Linked DNA regions of Astyanax mexicanus: region 1 is linked to region 2. Evidence: chromatin contacts called from public Hi-C data. All regions are on one chromosome and are shown on one strand. Each heading gives the region's core, a stretch centred on a gene start, on an enhancer-like site or on the middle of the called end of the contact. The rest is flanking DNA. Distances are from core to core; before and after follow the strand shown.

Region 1 (3,654 bases), core at 813-3,312, 170 kb before region 2:
TACTGGCACTGGGCATTAGTGCACGGGCACAAGATTTGACTATATTAAATCTAGGAAGAAACGATGTGCCGAATAATTTGTCGACCTAACCATTATTTTGATGCATCTATTTTGCTATAATCACTATAATCACACAGGACTTAAATTTATCAGGCAAAAATAGTGGACAGTGTGAATGACAGACAGAAAAATCGACAAATGAAAATAATCCACTGGGTCTCTTGAAAGGCCAATGGCAGTGACCTCTCAGTCGGCCGTGAGCGGGACAAGAGCGAGCAAATGCACGCTGCTCACCAAGCAAGAAAGGGAGGCTTTTGTTTTCAAATGCAAACGAAAAGCACTGTGAGAATATTAGTCAGAAGAAAATGTATTGCTATATATTTGTTGTAGTTTTACAGTTTTATAGCAAAATGTGTAACCAATAGTGAGTTTCGTGGGACAATATCATTTTGTTTTAGTCCAGAAATCCTAACCACTAAGTATCTAGATAGGAATGCATTAACACGACTTTAAAACTGATACTTTTAGATTTCACCTTTAAATTCAGAAGCACTGATTTCGATTCGCTGTGTTTGCAGTCATGGGCAAGCCCTGATAAGGCACAATAGCGTACATTACGTCGCGCGATAATAAAAACAAATGCACTCCTGCGTTTGGTTTAAATTCATTTGACATTAAAGTATAATAGGTCCTATATATATATATATATATATATATATATATATATATATATATATATATATATATATATATATATATATATATATATATATACTCAAATTACAATAAACATAAACTTAAAAACAAGCACAATATACAAACAAAAAAACTAAAAAAAGTAGCAGTAGGTTTAGTTAAATAAATGTATTGATTCAGCAATTGCCCATAATATGCAACATAATACTGCATAATACAAAAAAACGGGAATAATGTAAACGAAACCAGCCCTACCCATGACGTTGGAATTTCGTTTAAACGCAATATTAGAAAATAAAAAGCAGACAGAAAATAATCTATGTAATTACAAAAGGTACTGCTTCAGTATACCTCCAGACAATATTACAGAAAACACATGTTACAATCTTTCTCTCGTAATGGTGGATACTGTCGAATTGTCATCGGATTTTAGACAAATTCAGAGTAAAAGTAAATAAAACTAATCCCCTTAATTGCAAAACAAAACATTTAATGCATTTTGTAATTAGTTTAATTAGTCAATGCAATTTTTCGAGGCAAAAATATTTTAATGTGTACTAAATTCAATAGAATTAAATATAATATCTGCAGGACTAATGCAGCAATATATATATATATATATATATATATATATATATATATATATATATATATATATATATATATATATATATATATATATATATATATATATATATATTATAAGCTTTTAGACCTGCACAGCAATGTTTGTTTGGACCGTGTAATTAACAAAGGCTAAATTTAAAACTCACCAGCTGTCAGAATGCCCTTACCTAAACTGCTAGAAAATTGTAACTGCAGTACTTGCAAAAATTAGCTCCTTTAAATAGGAATGACTACAACCGTTTCAACTAACATACCGACGACATGACAAGCAGCCAACTGGATGACAAATATCGAGTAGTGATAAGAAGAAACATACCTCCGTAATGCGCAATAAGATAATGAGGTTCTTTCTCCAAAAACTGTATAGACTGATGAACAACCGAAGCCCGGATAGTTAAACAGGCAAAGCTGCAGTATTGTGTTGTGATCATTTCCCACCTTTATCAAGTTCGTCACTTTATTTACCTGCTTTTCTCGCTTTACCTTCTCATGCTCGCCCAAGTCACGTAACTGGAGGTCTCGCCCAGTCGACAGCAACTCTTTGTTGTCTGTGATGGGCTGTGTCTTTACTCGAGCGCGTCGACTAGATGGCGCCATTGCTCCACGCCGCAGCTCACACCCTCACTAACTTGACCCCGGTGACGTCAGCCCCGTCTAGAGCATCAAGGCCACTTCCAAAAGCCTATTGGTCTGAAAATCACATGACAAGGGCGCCTTGAATCCATAATTATGTTGCTGATATTTTCTCGCCCCCCCAAAATATGTCAGCGTCGTACTGTCCTAACCCTCTTAGACGTAAGCGGGATTGCTTTAAAACATAAAAAAAAAACACGCGCCCTCCGGCAAATATGTCATGCCCGAACAACGTGGCAGCCGGGTCCTTTCTGATGGACTCGCTGGTCGGGGGAACATCGCCGTACAGGGGTGAGGGCTATTCCACCACCAACCCCGGGATGTATATGCAAGCGCCCGCAGAATATGGCTGTCAGATGATGAGGAATGTGGGCATCGTAGGTGCAACACCTCTCTCCAAGCGGGACGAGTTGCCGCCGAGCACGCTGCCGGTGAACGTCTATCACCACCATCACCAGCAGCAGCCGCACGCACATTACCTGTCGCAGCGGGACGCCTGGACAGCGGGCTCCAAAACTTACAGGGGCGCGCAACCTGTTGCCCAGCCCCTGCACCCTTGCTCGTTCCCGGCCAGTCACGTCAAGGAGGAGGCTCTGCCCTGCCTGTACCAGGCAGACATTGATAGTCCCAAGGAATCTGCAGAGGAGCCGTCTACGACTTACATCCGCCTGGGGGACAATGGCAGCCACTCGGATAAAAGTGGCGTCTCCGCCTCCGATTATTTCCGAGGGAACCAGGTGTACGCCAGCGAGCAGGGGCAGCACGGAGACGGCTTTGCCTCGGACTTTAACCCGCTGCCCAGTTTAACGACACCAGTAGAGCCTCAGGCTACAGATGTCTATGGCAAAGACGGCAAAGCAAAAGAGGACGGAGCCAGGGAGGAGACCACCGCGGAGGAACAAGGCGCGGAAAAGAGGCAGCTCAGGAAGGAAGAGAGTGGGCCTAAGACAGACAGCTGTACAGATGAATCTGAGAGTGAACTGAAAGGTGATCCAACTAACGAGGTTTTCACACACACATACACACACACATATATATATATATGTATGTATACACAAACCGATACACACGGACACTTGTACACACTTGTTTTTATACATTGGTAGGACTTGTGCACACGTTAGTTATGATGTTAGTTAATGATAACAGACATACATGCAAAATACAAACACAAAATACTTTGCTACCATTTAAGAAATCTGCTCAGCGTCCAGTTAAATTTAACCTTTTATTGAAAGTCACGGTGAAGCAAAATGTAAATTTCTGGTCCATTCTTAAAACTTTGACACAACTTTTTGAAAGGCTAATATAATGCAATTAGAGTATAAATATTTATTTGTGTGCCTGATCAATTGTCGGTGTAAATTGTTACTTTTTGAATTATTTGTTACAAAATGTGGCATATTCAAAACCCTGTTTTTTTGTTTGTTTGTTTTTTTTTTTTAATTAGAATGTGCTTAAAACATTTAAAAAAGACATAGTTTACGCTTACTCTCTCTCTTTCTATATATATATATATATATATATATATATATATATATATATATATATATATATATATATATAATATTTAATTAACTGCAACGATTTTTTTTTAGTTTATCCATCCTTGTTTACTTAGTAGCCGACCAGGAAAAATACATATCCCGAAGATAAATGAAAACATCAGAAACAAACACACAGACACAAAGAAAATCT
Region 2 (3,353 bases), core at 432-2,931:
CTATAAATCCTATTTAAATGTTTTCTTGTTTAAATGTTACAGTAAGTTATAGAGTTATAGGTATAGGTACTTATACAATACTTATATACCTATACTATTATGTGTAATAGTATAATTATACAAGCTTTTTGCTGAGGCTGTACCTTATGATGATCCACAATTGTCTGGCTTTCAAACTAAATATGTATATATAATATATTATATATAAAAATCTATCTATCCATCCATCCATCCATCCATCCATCCATCCATCCTGCATCGTCCTCATCAGAGTCATCATGTTTCCAGAGCTGACCCAGAATCATTGGGTGCAAAGCAGCAGTGCACCACACACACACACACACACGCACACACACACTTCACATTTAATTCACACACTGACACCTAGGGGCGATTTAGCCAATTCTCCCACCATAAGTCCACCGGCCACAAAACCAAACTAATCACAAACAGTGATCACAGTAATGATCGAACCCACAACCCCAGCACCACTGAGCCCCAATAAAACATCAAATACAAATATATTAAAAAGCCAAGAAACGAAGTGTGGAGTGTTTAATGACATGTAGCATCAATAGATACTACAATACAGTAGAAAATGTATTATTACTAAACATAATAAAATGAAATGTAATAATATAACAGTATGTTATGTAGTAACTGGTTTATATCATGTCCTATATATTTATCTGCAATTCGAGAAAGTCAGTGATATTGGATTCAGACTTTTTCTTTTATTTGCTTGAATCATGAATCAGCATGGAACTGATTAACTAATTATCATTATATTTAAACAATGTTTTCTGATGTATTTACTGATACTGAAATCTGAACAGATACTGAAATCCCTGCAAAAACACAACACTGTCAAAATGCTGCCGAATTTTGATATAGAATAATATTGTGGTAGGAGATCCAATCCCATTTTATACTCTTTAGCCTTACATCTTATATCTAATATGAGCGAATTTATTATTAGTTTGACCACATATATATTGAAATCCCATGTGCCATTTTATTTTTTATTTATTTATTTTTTTTATTTATTTATATATATAAATTGTCATTGGTGAAACTGCTATTATTTTGTGTTCAATTTGATGACTGTGTCCCTTAGTATTGTTGTTGTAATTATTATTATCATGGCAGATACTAATCGGTTCACTAGATCTCACTGTTTGGATTGATTGGATAAAAAGTTTTTTTTTTTTTTTTTAGCTTTACTTAAAAATTATGTTAAAAAACTGTTATATCAAATATAAACCTTTCTTGCAGATTTATAAAGAACCTTGTTTTAAATAATCTTGTTTTATTTCTTGATTTGCATTTTTTCCCCATAGTATATAGTATAATGAATGACACTTAATAGTATTCTGTACTAAACTGCACTGGATTTAGATCTGAAAGTCATTTAATGATCATTTTATTGAGATTTTTTATACAGTACCCGTGCATTTAAATGACAATTTCCGCAACCATTTCCAATCCAGCCCCCCCCCCCCCCCCCCCCCCCCCCCCAAACCATTTCCAGCTGAAGTGATGCAGAAATCTCCCGTCCAAAACAGGGTCAAACTCCAAACACGGCGCTGCTCGCTCACGCCGCAGCTATTTAGGGCAGTAAACGTGTCCTTAAGTGCCCAGTTTGTCTTCATCGGGAGCTCGTAACTCTGTTTAGAGCCGTGCTTGGCCTCTGGCCCAGTGGTGCCAGCTCTGTGATTTACCTACATGTGTGTGCCAACGCAACCCGCTCTGAGAGCCTCCTGCTAAACACAGGCCTGTACTGAACAACATCACAGCTGAAATATATATATTTATTATTTATTTATATACAGGCAGTATTATAAAGTATGCTCGTGCAATATGTTTCAATCAGCATAATCCATTTACAGTTATAAATATATTTACTGTATTTACTTTTTATAATAATTATTGATCTATTGTCATTTCTCGTTTCTCTCTATTGTCTGAATTAAAGTGCGCTTCCAGGTTCGGCCGCCAGGTGTCAGCGCGACTAAACAAATGCGCTCTTTCACACCTTTTACCACCAAACCAGCAGCAGCCTTTCCTTCCCTTTCTATTCCTTCTCTTTTTTATTGCTTTCATTTCCTTCCCTTTCTATTCCTTCTCTTTTTTATTCCTTTCATTTCCTTCCCTTTCTATTCCTTCTCTTTTTTATTCCTTTCATTTCCTTCCCTTTCTATTCCTTTCTTTTCTATTCCTTCCCTTTCTATTCCTTTCTTTTCTATTCCTTACCTTTCTATTTCTTACCGTTCTATTCCTTCTCTCTCTATTCCTTCTCTCTCTATTCCTTCCCTTTCTATTCCTTTCCTTTCTATTCCTTCCCTTTCTATTCTTTCCTTTCTATTCCTTCCCTTTCTATTCCTTGCCTTTCCATTCCTTTCCTTTTCAATTCCTTCCCTTTCTTTTTCTTCCCTTTCCATTCCTTTCCTTTTTTATTCCTTCCCTTTCTATTCCTTCCCTTTCTATTCCTCTCCTCTCTATTCCTTCCTTTTCTATTCATTTCCTCTCTATTCCTTTCCTTTCTCTTCCTTTCCTCTATATTCCTTCCCTTTCTATTCCTTTTCTCTCTATTCCCTCCCTTTCAATTCCTTTCCTCTCTATTCCTTCCTCTTCTATTTCTTCCCTTTTTTATTCCTTTCCTTTCTATTCCTTACCTTTCTTTTCCTTCCATTTCTATTCCATTCCTTTCAATTCCTTTCCTCTTTATTCCTTCCTCTTCTATTCCTTTCCTTTCTATTTCTTCCCTTTCTGTTCCTTCCCCTTCTATTCCTTCTCTTTTTTATTCCTTTCCTTTCTTTTCCTTATCTCTTTATTCCTTCCCTTTCCATTCCTTTCCTTTCTATTCCTTCCCTTTCTATTCCTTTCCTCTCTATTCCTTCCTCTTCTATTTCTTCCCTTTTTTATTCCTTTCCTTTCTATTCCTTATCTCTTTATTCCTTCCCTTTCCATTCCTTTCCTTTCTATTCCGTCCCTTTCTATTCCTTTTCTTTTTATATCTTTCCTTTTTATTCCTCACCTTTCTATTCCTTCCCTTTCTATTCCTCAATTTCGGATCATAAAAACAGAAAACAGGGAAGGTTGTCGTTGGCAGTCGAATGTCTTTTTTCTGCTCTCAGGTTGTATCAGAGCAACCAAGACTAACAAAGTGCTTTAATGCCTGAATTCACGCCTCTATTCCTGTGTTTAAGTCGTGGCGCCTTAAATCATTCGCTTTATTATTTATTCTCCGCTCTCTTGGTGTGGAGGTGCAAAAAAATGTAAAAAATGAAGAGCTGGGTTTTGTTTTTCACCATTGGATAATTATATATAAACAAAATAGTCTGCCTAATGGC

What was found. A called contact is a pair of places that touch in the nucleus more often than the background predicts.
Region 1: a Hi-C map of muscle shows a contact between it and region 2, with 16 times the contacts expected there. The contact joins the promoter of hoxc10a here to the enhancer-like site in region 2. A contact is called at or near these places in 2 of 3 Hi-C or Micro-C datasets (both in muscle).

Annotation. Positions count from the first base shown.
Region 1 is chr13:1,085,176-1,088,829 of AstMex3_surface, reverse strand. hoxc10a (homeobox C10a) reads left to right here and starts at 2,062. Exons shown (of 3, transcript XM_007239348.4): 1 at 2,062-2,943. The coding sequence starts at 2,172.
Region 2 is chr13:912,894-916,246 of AstMex3_surface, reverse strand. No RefSeq gene overlaps it. Among protein-coding and RNA genes, the nearest start is that of LOC111196842, 11 kb to the left of the region's middle. Within about 2 kb of position 1,681, the one cell type or tissue checked has an H3K27ac peak away from gene starts, as active enhancers do.